Regions from separate parts of the Mus musculus genome. Here region 1 is linked to region 2. A link is a contact called in public HiChIP or PLAC-seq data. All regions are on one chromosome and are shown on one strand. Each heading gives the region's core, a stretch centred on a gene start, on an enhancer-like site or on the middle of the called end of the contact. The rest is flanking DNA. Distances are from core to core; before and after follow the strand shown.

Region 1 (6,507 bases), core at 3,450-5,949, 77 kb before region 2:
CACACACACACACACACACAGTGCATTTGTGCTCCTCCATGTCACTCCATTGCTCTCAGAGGGCTGTGATAAGTCTGGGTTCATGTCACCATTTGTCCTCTGCCTGCCACTTGACTGTCTGGGTTGTCTGCTGTCTGGGCACACTTCCTTTGGAGCCTGCTGGATGCCTATCCCCAGCCTGCTGAACCCCACACTCTGTCTGTCAGCCCCTTGTAACCCCTGTAATCAAACTGCCCCAAAGCCATAGCCTCCCAAAAACCAAGACTTGATAGGCCTGCTTAATACACACATACCCACGCACCTGGTGAGATGCTAACTTCTACACAAGACAAGGGTGATGGAGGCCTCCTTCCTCCATCTTGCCCCAGGCTTTCCCTGGCATCTGCCCCATTTGCAGACTTCAGTCACCCACTCTCTGTCGGTGAAGGGTTCTCCCCACTGCGCTCTTTCCTAGGCTTGACTTGACGCCCCTGGTGGCCTCACGAGTTCTGCCTCTGGGCTTTCTTTCTGTCCCCAGACATCTCTGAGCGCAGCTAGTTTGTGGCTGAAGTGCTCTCTTGGCCACTGACTAGGTGTGAGCTCACCCTACAACCTGCTGGGTCCCATTTTCCCCATCTATATAATAAGCTCGATAGCATGCCATCCTCCACCCTGGGGAGGTAATACCTGTGAGCCCTCAGCAGTGCTTGGAGTTACAGCACAGGGCCAGCCTCTGCTATTACCTCAGTGTGCTAGACTAGAGACTGCCCCACGCTTGCTTCTCTTCCTTCCTCAGCAGGAACCCAGACCTGGTGCATCCCCAGTGGCTTACAATAAAGCCACGCCTTGGTATCCCTTGAAACTGGGTAGGAGCCATGAGCTAAAGACACAGCCACTGGGCTATGTAGGAAGAAGACCGCCTTGGTCACCCTCCTCACTGATGTGTGTCTCTGAGACCCAGATGTTTGTGGCCAGCCTGAGCCTGTGGCAGACTTGGGGTGTAGACTAAGCACCATGTCCCCAAGGCACCATGTACCTCAGCCTGGCCACTTCCTGAGACTGTGAAAGTCTTGTCTGGTCACTGCGATCCTGTGACATCTGATCTAATCCTACCAAATATGGCATGAGACTTTTCAATAGGACAGCTGTGTCACAAGCGTGACTCAGGACTCCGGCTGTGTACCTGGGATGACCTTGAACTTGTCATCCTCCGGGCCCTACCTCCTGAATCCTGAGATTACTGTTCCATTCACACTGCTTATGGGCTCTAGGGCCTGAACCCTGGGCTTGTGCATGCTAGGCAAACACTCTACCGACTGAGCCACACTCCCCAGCCCAACCCTGTCTTTGTACCATCCACCTGCCTGTGCCTGTCTTCTGACACGCCCACCCTCAGTCTTGTCTGTGGTTGTACCCAGGAACTCTCACAGGGAGGGACCCAGGGAAGACTGCTCCGTGGACCCTGCCGTCCCCTCGCCCTCCCCTCCTCCCCCTGGTACCTCCATGGAGCTAGTGTTAGAGTCAAGGACACATCATCAGGGAGACCCCACAGAGCAGCCACTGCTGCAGTAAGGCAAAGGCACGCGCATGGAGGCTTCCGGTCCGTACCTGGAGCTGCCTCGTCGCCATGGAGCATAGGGAACAGAGAGAGCAGGTTAGTGACCAGAGGCGTGACCAGAGGCAGGCACCACCCGCATAAGTTTCCCAGGATGGGGGACCCATGCTGGAAGATGGCGTCTTAATTTCTAAGCTCCACCCCTGCCTCTCATCCCACCAAGTTCCACTCTCCTAAGGCTCCCCATGGGGTTTACATCATTTATTAGTTCCTAGATGCAGGGCAGGAGGATCTCATCAGAGTCCTCCACAGAGCGGCCGTCCGGTGGGAACAGTGCAGGGGTTGGGGGGAGGGGGGCAGTCGCCATCTTGTTAGGGACTACTTGGAGCCATTTGCAATAATCCAGTGCATGCCCTAGGCTTCGTGCAGCAGATGGGAGCTGCCGTCTGGATCCTGCACCTGTGCCTGCAGCTTCAGGCATGGACTGCAGAGGCATGGCCTTGGCTAGGTAAGCCCTGTCATTGTGTGGCTGGAGCCTTCCTGGTTATGGGGGTGATCAGCACCAGAACCAGGTGCGGTAGGCGTGTCCAGCGCTGGCATGCAGATGATCTGTGTGGCTGTGGCCTATGCTTGGGTGGTGGTGGCAGTGCGGTGGACACGGCTTGTGTCAGAAGGGGCTGTGGCCTGTCCTTGTGAAGGCACAGAAGGTACAGTGAATGTGTCTGGTACTGGCGTGGGTGTGACACACACTCAGCAAGTGTTGTGGGTATGGCCCGCATTGGAGCCGGTGTGGTTGGCAGTGGGCTTGCTGGGGCTCACCTTCCAGATACTCGCCTCCTTGCCGTACACCACCGCCATGTTGCTGGCCTTGCCATCTTTGATGAGCTGCTTCTCGGTCTCATTGAGCTCCTCGGACACGAAGCCCATGAAGGAGTTGTCTGGGGTGTGAGCTACAGCCCGGCCGCAAAGGGGGAAGAAGAGGTTATCAAATGTCCAAGCAGAAGCCTGCTCCCTTGAAATGCCTCTCCCAGGAGTCTCAGCTGAGCGTGTAGGGAGAGCACCCATGGGTGGGCTGGCCTGGAGCTCGGAGCAGGGAACCCCCAGGGCCATTTGGCTCCCCAGTGTGTCTCCAGATGGTCTGACTCTGGGTAACCCAGTCGGGTCTCCCTTCTCTGCTCACTCCCTTTGCTAGAGCACAGGCTCCTTTGTCTCAGCAGACACGTGTCACTGCAGGGGGGTGTCCTCCCCCTTGCTCACCCCTCCACCCCCCAGCACACTGACAGCTGTTTCCAAAGCTCTCTTGGCAGGCTCTTTTCTCTAGAACAATCCTTTCTGATTTGGGTCCCATCAGGTTCCTAGACCTGACCAAGACCCCACAGGCCAAGCTCCCACTCTCTCTGTTCCCAGCTTGTCCCCAGCTCACCTCAGTGTCCCCAGCCAGGGCACCTTCACGATCACACCTGCTAACCTGTATTGTATGGCTGCTGTGCCTCTATCCTCCCTTTTCTGAGAGATAAAATCCCACATGGTCCCGCCCCCATCATCTGGCCCCATGAGCCTCTCTGAGGTCTGCCAGCCTTCCTGCCCCATCCCACCCCCCAAGCTGGTTCTCTGTAGAGAACACAACAGAGAATTAAGATAAAGACCTCCTAATACTCTTCCAGAACCCAGTTGGCAGGGCAGGATCTGACTTCCTCTCTGTCCCTCAAGGACAAAGTAAGTTTTATCTCTTTTTAATAATTTTTTTTTTTTTTGCTTAGATTTTGCAGAAAAGCACCATTATTGCATTCTTGTTAGAAGATGACCCAAGACATATGGTTTGTCTAAAAGAGTATATGATCAAGGGGGCAGGGGTTCTCTCCTTATTCAATTAATGCTTTTTTTTTTTTTTTTTTAAGTTAACGAGATTTCTCATCCTGCAACAGCTGGGCTGAGGCACTGAACACAGCCACAATCCTGGGGTCAGGTGTGGATAAACCTGTCCACAGGAGGACTAGCTTTCCATCTCCTCTCTTGTTCTCCTGCCTTGGACCTGAGCAGCTCTGGCAGTGGCCCTGGGAGATGCTGAAACCTGGAATCAAAGGTCTCCAGGGTCCACTGCTTTCCTGTGTGGGCAGAACCCTGGTGAGTGCCAGCCGCAAGCAAGGCATTCTCAGGCTACCTGAGACACCCCCAAATTCCTGTCACCCTGTTTCCCACCCCATATGCTTGTGATCCACACCTTGGCCTCACGGGCATGGAGGGGGAGCTCCCTCAGGGGAGCTAATCAAACACAGTGTGGCCTCCCCAATCCCTCCTTGAAGGACAGGCACATGGACAATCCCATGAGACATTCCCGGCCACATCTGGTGTACCTTAGGCTGGCTTTAACACTCCCCCATGTAACTGAGGGTAACTCCAACATTCTGATTTCCCTGTCTCCACCTAACTGCTGGAATTATAGGTGTGCACCTACATGTCCCGTGCTGCTTGAAACCAGGGTCTTGTCTGTGCTAGGCAAGCAGTCTGCCAACTGAGCCCCATGCCCAGGCCCGGATGCCTCCTGTTCCAATGCCTGGGAATGCTGTGGTCCTAAGCTGACTGCAGAATAGACCCAAACTTCCTTCCTGCTCTTGGCTTTGCAGTGAGGCAGAGCCCTGCCCCGAGGCCCAGAGCCCTCTGTGTGGGTACTCAGGACAGAGGATGGTTCTACTGTCTCCCAGGGCCCTCTGTGTGGGTCTCAGGACAGGGGATGGTTCTACTGTCTCCCAGGGCCCTCTGTGTGGGTCTCAGGACAGAGGATGGTTCTACTGTCTCCCAGGGCCCTCTGTGTGGGTCTCAGGACAGGGGATGGTTCTACTGTCTCCCAGAGCCCTCTGTGTGGGTCTCAGGACAGGGGATGGTTCTACTGTCTCCCAGGGCCCTCTGTGTGGGTACTCAGGACAGAGGATGATGCTACTGACTTCCAGGCAATTCTCAACTTTAGAAGCATCTCTAACGCACAGAGGCAGCTAGAGCCTCTGGATGGATGGATGAATGAATGGATGGATGGGTGGGTGGGTGGATGGATGGATGGATGAATGGGTGGGTGGATGCTTGGCTGCCTCCCTCCATCAACCTCCGGCTGGGCTGGCTGCCTCTTCCGGTGGCTTCCCTCTCCTCAGCAGCTGAGGACACATCAGGCCTGCCTTGCCCTCGGCCAGAAGGGACAGGTTTAGAATATAATTAGCTGAATCAGTCAGTGTGAATGGACAAGGAAGGGCGGTGGCCAATTAAAATAACAAGGACAATTAGACAAAGGGCCCAAGGCAGGTGAAGGTTAGGCCAGGAGAGGGAAAGAAAGCCAGCCTGGGCTACCTAAGACCCTGTCTCAAAACACTAAAAAGGACAGAATAAATTATAAGGTGAGGAAGCACACTGTTTGAAAGATGAAGGAAGAGTGTAAGTAATGGGAAAAAGAGAAGGAACATTTGATTAGGGTTCAGGAGGATGAGTAGGAGTTTGCCAGATCTGCCAGTTATTGATTAATTAACTCTGTGTGTGTGTATGTGTGTACTTGTGTGCTATAGTGCATGTGTGGAGGTCAGTTTGTGGGAGTTGGTTCTTTCCTTCCATGCTGTGGGTCCCAGGGATCGAACTCAGGGGATTAAGTTTGGTAGCAAGCTCTTTTACTTGGTGATTCATCTTGGTAGCCCTTGTTAGAAAGCCCTTCTTTCTTGGAGACAGGGTTTCTCTGTGTAGCCTTGGCTGCCCTGGAATTCTATCTGTGAACCAGGATGGCCTCGAACTCACAGAGATCCACCTGCCTCTGCCTCCCAAGTGCTTAGTAGGTTCTTGCAGAAGCCTCTGAACCCATCTTCTGCCCCCCACTGACCTCCACCCCTTTGGCCATCTGCAGTCCGCTAATGCACTCTGCCTGCAAAGTTTCTTCTTGAGCCGAACACAGTGGCGCATACCTGGTCCCTGAGGCTTCTCTTATCAAATCTGCCTTCCTTTCTAAGTGGGAAGGAAGACTTTTACCCAAGACTCAAATTCTACAGCTTTCATTTCTCTACCCTAGGTCCCCCGCCCTCCCCTTGATATATTTTCCCTCTGGACTTCACCCCTGTGACATATTGTGCCCAAACTACCCTCCCTTCTGGGCCTCACAGAACTTCCAAACGTGCTCCCCAGCAAAGAGTGATTCCCACAGAGGTGCGTGTCCCTAGACAGGTCTCAGTAACTCTCTGGACCTCAGTTTCCTCCTCCAGACTCCATGGGCTGCAGGAATTGTCCTACCCGTCTGGGAGCTAATGAAGGCATCACTCAGTGATTCTGCTCTCTCATCTCTGCCCAGCGCAGCCCGAACCTAAGCTGCTGACAGAAACGTCGAGTTTGACGCCTTGAATAGAGATCATATCCTCTGCGAGTCTCTGGGAACTGTGCGGAACCACTCTGCTCTTAATTTAGACACGATCCTAACAAGGTGGCTTCTCTGGCTCTCTGGCCCAGAGCCTCTGAAGTACCACAAATTAGATGCTTAGGATGCTACTCTGCTCGCAGCTGGGGGCCGGTGAGATGGCTCAGGGTGGAGGAGGGGCCTGCCACCAAGCCTGACATCGTAGGGAATCACATGACAGGAGGAAAGAAATGATTCCTACAAGTTGTCCCCTGACGTCCCCACACTTGACGTGTGTGTGCTCCACTGCCACGCCCCCATACGCACAAATGAATAAATAAACCCAATAAAAGATCTTTTCAGTGATACCAAAGAGACCCTTAACCAAGAACCACACATGACTGAAATCCCAACCCTTGGGAGGCTGAGGCAGGAGTTCAAAGCCAGACTCAGGGACATATTGAGAGCCTTCTCAAACATTTCAAAGTGGCGGAGGCTGGGGCTGTAGCTAGTCTAACGTGCACAAGGCCCCAGGTGCGGTCCTCAGCGCTGGAAATGAAAAGCAGGCTACAAATGCTGGCACTGTGCTCCCGAGGCACTGTGCTCCAGAGGCGCT
Region 2 (6,744 bases), core at 3,145-5,644:
CACACACACACACACACATTCATACACACACGCACATATTCATACTCACACATATACGTACACACTCACACATACTCCCACCCAGTCCCACACACAGAAAATTAAACAAAGATCTTGGTTGGTTTGTTTGAGACAAGGGCTTACTGTGTAGTCCTGGCTGTCCTGAAACTCACTGTATAGACCAGGCTGGCCTTGAACTCACAGAAGAAATCCACTTGCCTCTGCCTCCTGACTGCTGGGATTAAAGGAGTGTACCACCGTGCCTGACCAGAATAAATCTTTAACAAAAGGGACTGGAGAGCAGGCAGGAATCCATTGCTGCTGCGTGGAGCTGAGGTCTGCTCCGGCCGCAGGTGGAGATGCAGAGAGTGAGAGCCTCGGGCCTCTCCTGGCAGCACAGCCATGCCAGTGTCAAGAAGGCAGTTTGAAAAGCCATGTAAGCTGGTGCATGCCTTCAATCCCACTACTTGGGAGGCAGAGACAAGCGACCTCTGAGTTCAGGTCTAGCCTGGTCTACTAAGCAAGCTTTAAACAACTGTCTGGGAACTCCTGCCTCTTCCCAAATTCAGAGATTATAAGCATACATCACCATGTCTGCTTTATGTAGTGTTGGAGATCAAACCCAGGGCTTCCTGGATGCTAGGCAAGTGCTCAGCCAACTGAGCCACACCCCGACCCCTCTGTGTGGCTAAACCACTTCTGCAGAGATGGATGTGGGACAGCCCACTTGTTGTCATAGGAAAGTCAGCCACAGTGATAGATGGTTAATGAAACCAGTAGTGGGAAATACCACAGACTGGGGTGGCTCTCACCCCAACCCTCAGCATCTTGGGGCTCTATGGATGCAGGCTCCAAGCAGCAGCACCCCTTCTTTTCCTTGTGAACAGGGCTGGATGAGGTGCCCTGGCCTGTGGTCCTGATGTTAACTCAGCAGCTCAGGGCAGGTTTCCTTCCCAAAGCCAGAGACAAAAGCTCTGAGATCTGAAGCTGCGGGTAGCAGCTGCTATAGAAAACAGACTGGATCCCAAGAAGCAAACTATGGTTTGCCAAAAATATCCCCCAAGTTAGGGGTGTCCTAGCAGTGCCTCCCCTCCAAAATCCATGAAGAGTCAGATGTGGGACACCAAGGCAGGACTGAGAGCAATTAGGCCATTTAAGGCACACTTTCAAAGCTCAGACGTTTTCCAGACACACAAAGAAAATGTGTGCTTTGTAGATACAGTGAGCGGATACCAGCCCTCCAACGTGTCTTTTCTCCACCCCTGATTTAGAACAGGCAATAGAGATAAATAAGCCTAATTCAGGGCACAGACAAGAGAAAAAGAAATTCCACAAAGAGGACAAACACACCCCAGGGCGCAGTCTGCAGGTGGGTGTGGCCCCAGGATCCATGGCACTCCCAGATGGCAAGGTAGGGACATCACAGACCCCAGCTTGAGATACAGAGGAACACTTGGAGGCAGTCTACTGGGATCAGGACAGGGACCGCGGCATGTCTTCTTCCATCAGAGAGGTGGCTGCTCCCCCCCCACCCCCCAACAGACAACAGGCAGCAGGAGCTGCAGGAGAAGACAGAAGCCTCAGCCTAGAAAGCTATCCAGATGAGCTGGCTCCAGCCGCTGTCATCTAATGCCACAGCCTGGGGCTCAAACAGTGGACTTCTGTGCTCACAGTTCAGGAAGCTGGCAGGTCCAAGAGCAAGGTTCTTTTTTTTTTTTTTTTTGGTAAGAGCAAGGTTCTTGGTGAGGCTTCTTGGTTTGCAGAAGGCCATCGGGCTGGTGTTGCAGAAAGGCCACTAATCCCACATGAGGCTGGTGTCCTTTAACCCTATCTGCCTCACAAAGGCCTGTTTTTCTTTCTTCTCTCTCTCTCTTTTTTAAAGATTCATTTATTTATTTTATGTGAGTACACTGTTGCTCTCTTCAGACACAGAAGAGTGCATCAGATCCCATTACAGATGGTTGTGAGCCACCATTTGGTTGCCTGGCATTGAACTCAGGACCTCTGGAAGAGTAGTTGGTGCTCTTAACCGCCGAGCCATCTCTCCAATACTAGTATACTGGTAATTTGGTGTGTGTGTGTGTGTGTGTGTGTGTGTTCATACCATGGTGTCTCTCCTGCTTCCACGTGGGTCCTAGGAATGAAGCTTCTATCATCAGGCTTGCCAGCAAGTGCCTTTATACACTGAACCATCTCATGTCCCCTCACCCGAGCCTTTACACACTGAGCCATCTCATGTCCCACCCCACCCACACCCCCACTGTTTTGAGACACGATCTCTCATTGAACTTACAGTTCATCAATTGGCAAGACTGACCAGTGCTCAGTGCATCTGACTGTCTCTGCCTCCCAGTGTTGGGATTATAGGTGTGCACCACCAAGCCTGGCTTTGTACGTGGGTGCTGGGTTGTAAACTCAAGTCTTCATGCTTGCCTAGTGAAGCCTGTACAGTCTGAGCCCTCTCCCCAGTCCCTGGAGTTGAATTTCTGCATGTGAATTTGAAAGAGATATAGTCTATGGTGGTATTCAAGGTTCCTTTTCTATTACATACACAGAGACACACCACAGACCCACTACACACACACACACACATACCACACACAGATCACACAGACAAACACACTACACACACACACACACACTACACACACAAACATGCACACACACACATACCACACAGACACACTAAACCCACATAGACACACTACACACACACACATACACACATACCATACACAGATCACACAGACATAGACATACACTACACAGACACCACACAGACACATGCACACATTCACGCATGTGCACACAGGAACAAAGGAAGCTGCTGGGCAGAGAAGCCCCCCACAGAGGAATGGATGGAGCTGTCACAATGTAGTGGCTTCTCCCTGACCGTGGAGAGCTCTGTTACTCTTCCCAGGACAAAGAGTAGGGCAGAGCCAGGTCCGCAGGCCCTTCTCCTCTGCTCTGAGGCTTAAGCCCTGACTCTTCTGCTCTTCCCCTTGCATACACTCCAACAGAAACACTCATATGGAAAGACAAGAAAGGAAAGCTGGGGGGGCTGGTGAGATGGCTCAGTGGGTAAGAGCACCCGACTGCTCTTCCAAAGGTCCAGAGTTCAAATCCCAGCAACCACATGGTGGCTCACAACCATCTGTAACGAGATCTGACTCCCTCTTCTGGAGTGTCTGAAGACAGCAAAAAAAAAAAAAAAAAAAAAAAAAAAGAAAAAAAAAAGAAAGGAAAGCTGGGTTTGGGTCTGAGGAGGGCAGGAGGGTGGGGCAATACTGTGTACTGTCTGCTCTAATGCCGGGCTCTGTGTGAGTTACCCACCTCATACAATCCCACTGAGTAGGCGGCACAGTCCCCAGTTGACAGAAGGACAGGGACAACTGAGGGCTCAGGGCTGTGCAGCTTTCCCCAGCCTGCCAATCTGTCCCATAGCCTTGTGACTTTGACCATATTACACTCTCAGAGGTGCTGGGGTCTTTCCGGGCTGAGAGGGGTCTCCCCAAGGGGCAGAAACTTACAAATACAGATGTAATAACAGGCTGACGACAGGCACCTGACCAAAAGAAGATGTCCACAGACAGACGAGATAGCATGTCAAGGCATGCGCTGGGGCTGGGTACTCCAGGCTCACAGTCTCTTTGCTTGTTTTGCTTTTTTGAGACAGGGTTTCTTTGTGTAGCCCTGGCTGTCCTGGAACTCTCCTTAGACATCTGTAGACCGGGCTGACCTTGAACTCATAGAGATCTGCCTGCCTCTGCCTTCTGAGTGGGGGAATCAAAGGTGTGCACCACCAACTGTCCAGCTTCAAAGTATCATTTTTTTATTCTTCTCTTGCTTGTGTATATGAAAAGGGGTCTCCCATAGCTCAAGCTAGCCACAAACTCACTGTGTACCTGAAGGTAACTTTGCCCAAGTGCTGGATCACAGGTGTGCACAAATCATAGTTTCTGCAGTGTTAGCACACAGAGCCTCATGGACTTGAGGTATCATCTTTAATTCAATTTTGTTTGGTTTTGATTTATTTACTTTTATTTTATGTACATTGTCATTTTGACTGCATATATGCATGCCTGTGTGAGAATGTCAGATCTCCTGGAACTGGAGTTCCAGACAGCTGTGAGTTGCCATGTGGGTGCTGGGAATTGAACCTGAGTCCTCTGGAAGAACAGCCAATGCTCTTAACCGCTGAGTCATCTCTCCGGCCCTAACTGCTGAGTCATCTCTCCGGCCCGCCCCCCTCCCCCTACTCCCCTCCCTCCCACACACCCACCACTCCCGGTTTTGTTTTGTTCAAACAGAATCTCACTCTGTAGTCCAGTCTAGTCCTGACCTCACAGCAAGCTTCATGCACCAGCCCCTCCCCTTCCATCCCTGGGGCGTGGGGATGACAGAGTATGCTCTTGTGCAGGACAGGACAGTGACCTGGTCCCTCTCACCCTTCACTTGTGCTCTGCCCTAGGGACCCTCACTCTAGCCAGAACTTGTTTCATTATTCTCATCCAGAGGAGGCCCCACACCCACCCTCCACTTAGGGACCGGGCTGTCTGCCGGTGAGCAGGAAGGTGAGGGAGGGGCTGTCTGACGGTGAGCAGGAAGGTGCACGGTCCTTACTACAGATCTGGCCCAGTGCCAGGATGACAGGGGCGCACCCACCTCTAAGGCAGCGTCCCCATCTGCAAACTCACAGCCCGTTGGCAAAACACCTTCACACGCTGGCATTTTATAGCTGGCATCTTCATATGTAGGCTGCCGCCTGCTGTTACAGGAACGCGTAATTTGTGGATTTCGACAGGATGCTCCATCAGAGGCAAAAGCAAGTGTTTGTAAAACATACAAGTCAAGAGAATTAATAGGCCATTAAAGGGGGCGCTCCCTTCCAGATAGCCAAAAGGAGAACGCGCCTGACGTATAAATCTTTAAGAGTTCACTGCTCCGACAAAAACCAAAGTACACACACATGCTTGCATAGGTAGAGGCAGCAGGCAGCCTCTGAGAGGACCCAAGTGCCCCTTGTTGTGGGCTGGACTTAGAGATTTGCTTCTGACAGTAAACTACAGGAGTGAAGAGCTACCACCTGCACAATTAAGCTTCTTAAAAACCGTGGGGAAGCTGGGCTTGATGGATCAGACCTGTGATCCATCCCTGTGACTGTCTGACTGCCAGGCTGGGGCCAGCCTGGTATATAATGTGAGCTCCAGACCAGCCTGGTGCTCAAAGAAAGGAGACTGGCCACAGCCTCTAAACACTAGGAAGGGGAAAATGAGTCTCTGCCTCTGATATACTCTCTCCTCCATGGAAATATCATGTCTGGAAAACATTGGATGACAACTGGGGAGAGTACAACCCTGCTTATTGTGTGGTACAATTCCTTCATCTAAGGTGTTGGTTGGTTGAGTTGGGTAGTGTGTAGCCCAGTTGGCTATCTATCCCTTTCTCTGTCTCTCTGCCTCTCTCTCTGTCTGTCTCTCTGTCTCTGTCTCTCTCTCTGTCTCTCTGTCTTTCTCTCTCTATATATATATATGTGTGTGTGTGTGTATTTATATATGTATATATATACATATATATATGTATATATATGATGTATGTATCTTTTATTTATTATTTACATTTATTTGATGTGCACATGCACCTATGCCACCACATGACGGTGGAGGTCAGAAGACAACTTGTGGCAGTCAGTTCATTTCTTCTATCCTGTGATGGGTCCCCAGGAATTGAACTTGGGTCTTCAGACTTGCCAGCAAGCAGCTTTACCCACAAAGCTAGCCTGCTGGGCATCCAGCTCCTTCCCGAGAAGCTGTGTTGGGCTGTGTAGCTTATGAAGGCCTTCCTGTCTCTATTGCCCGCCCAAGTGCTGGGATTGCAGGTGTGTACCACCGGGTCTGAATCTCTTGTTTCTAAGCCAAGCTTTTAAGAATCGTGGTTTGCTTTCTTCGCTTTGCTTTTTATTTCCAGACAAGTTCCCAATTTTTCTAATCCTTCTGCCTTGGAGCGCTGGGGTTCCTGTATGCTAGGCAAGCATCTACTGACTAAGCTATAGCCAAGCCCCTTTAAGAACCATTTTAACAGGGTTGGAGAGATGGCTCAGTGGTTAAGAGCACTGACTGCTCTTCGAGAGGTCCTGAGCTCAATTCCCAGCAACCACATGTTGGCTCACAACCATCTGTAATGAAATCTGATGCCCTCTTCTGGTGTGTCTGAAGACAGTGACAATGTACTCATAAACATTAAATAAATATTAAAAAAATCATTTTCACAGAGCATGGGGTGCATGCCTTTAATCCCAGCAGAGGCAAATAGATCTTTGTGAGTTCCAGGCCAGCCAGGGCTATAGTGAGACCCTGTCAAACATAAAACAAAAGGTATCAGTAACCATTTAATTTGAATGTCTTAATGCATGCAAAGAATCGATCCACAAGAGACTCCACAAGACACCCTTTCATTAAACTCAGCTCCCAGCCACATTACCCGGTATGCAGCCTGATTTCTCTTGGTCTCAGGGCTCAGGTGACAACAGGGGCACCACCTGGCCACATTTGCTCTTTTCCCAGGTAGGAATCAATTACTGCAGGCCCTAAGAACCAACCCCTTCCTAGGGTGAGACCTGCCAACTGGTCCTCTCTCTGCAGGATACAGATGAATATTTATGACCCTGAAAGTGCTTCTTAAAAAGGGAGGAGAGACCTCTGACACTGCCTGAGTCCTAGCAACATGACTAAACGCACCAAGGAG

The links. HiChIP or PLAC-seq counts read pairs in DNA pulled down with a chosen protein or histone mark.
Region 1: a contact with region 2 is called in an H3K27ac HiChIP or PLAC-seq map of embryonic stem cells, with 32 read pairs. The contact joins two enhancer-like sites. A contact is called at or near these places in 2 of 15 datasets of contacts at CTCF or cohesin (pro-B cells and stem cell-derived epiblast-like cells), 1 of 484 Hi-C or Micro-C datasets (nephron progenitors), 5 of 115 datasets of contacts at active chromatin or transcription factors (embryonic stem cells and forebrain) and 4 of 9 other capture datasets (adipose tissue, embryonic stem cells, liver and 1 more).

Annotation. Positions count from the first base shown.
Region 1 is chr11:116,969,278-116,975,784 of GRCm38.p6, reverse strand. Mgat5b (mannoside acetylglucosaminyltransferase 5, isoenzyme B) reads right to left here. Exons shown (of 18, transcript NM_172948.3): 11 at 2,354-2,484; 12 at 1,588-1,593. Among named protein-coding and RNA genes, the nearest start is that of Gm33829, 41 kb to the right of the region's middle. Within about 2 kb of position 4,699, at least 7 of the 459 cell types and tissues checked have an H3K27ac peak or open chromatin away from gene starts, as enhancers often do. A contact at or near this core is called in embryonic stem cells, where this site is marked.
Region 2 is chr11:116,891,696-116,898,439 of GRCm38.p6, reverse strand. No RefSeq gene overlaps it. Among named protein-coding and RNA genes, the nearest start is that of Mgat5b, 24 kb to the left of the region's middle. Within about 2 kb of position 4,394, at least 19 of the 459 cell types and tissues checked have an H3K27ac peak or open chromatin away from gene starts, as enhancers often do. A contact at or near this core is called in embryonic stem cells, where this site is marked.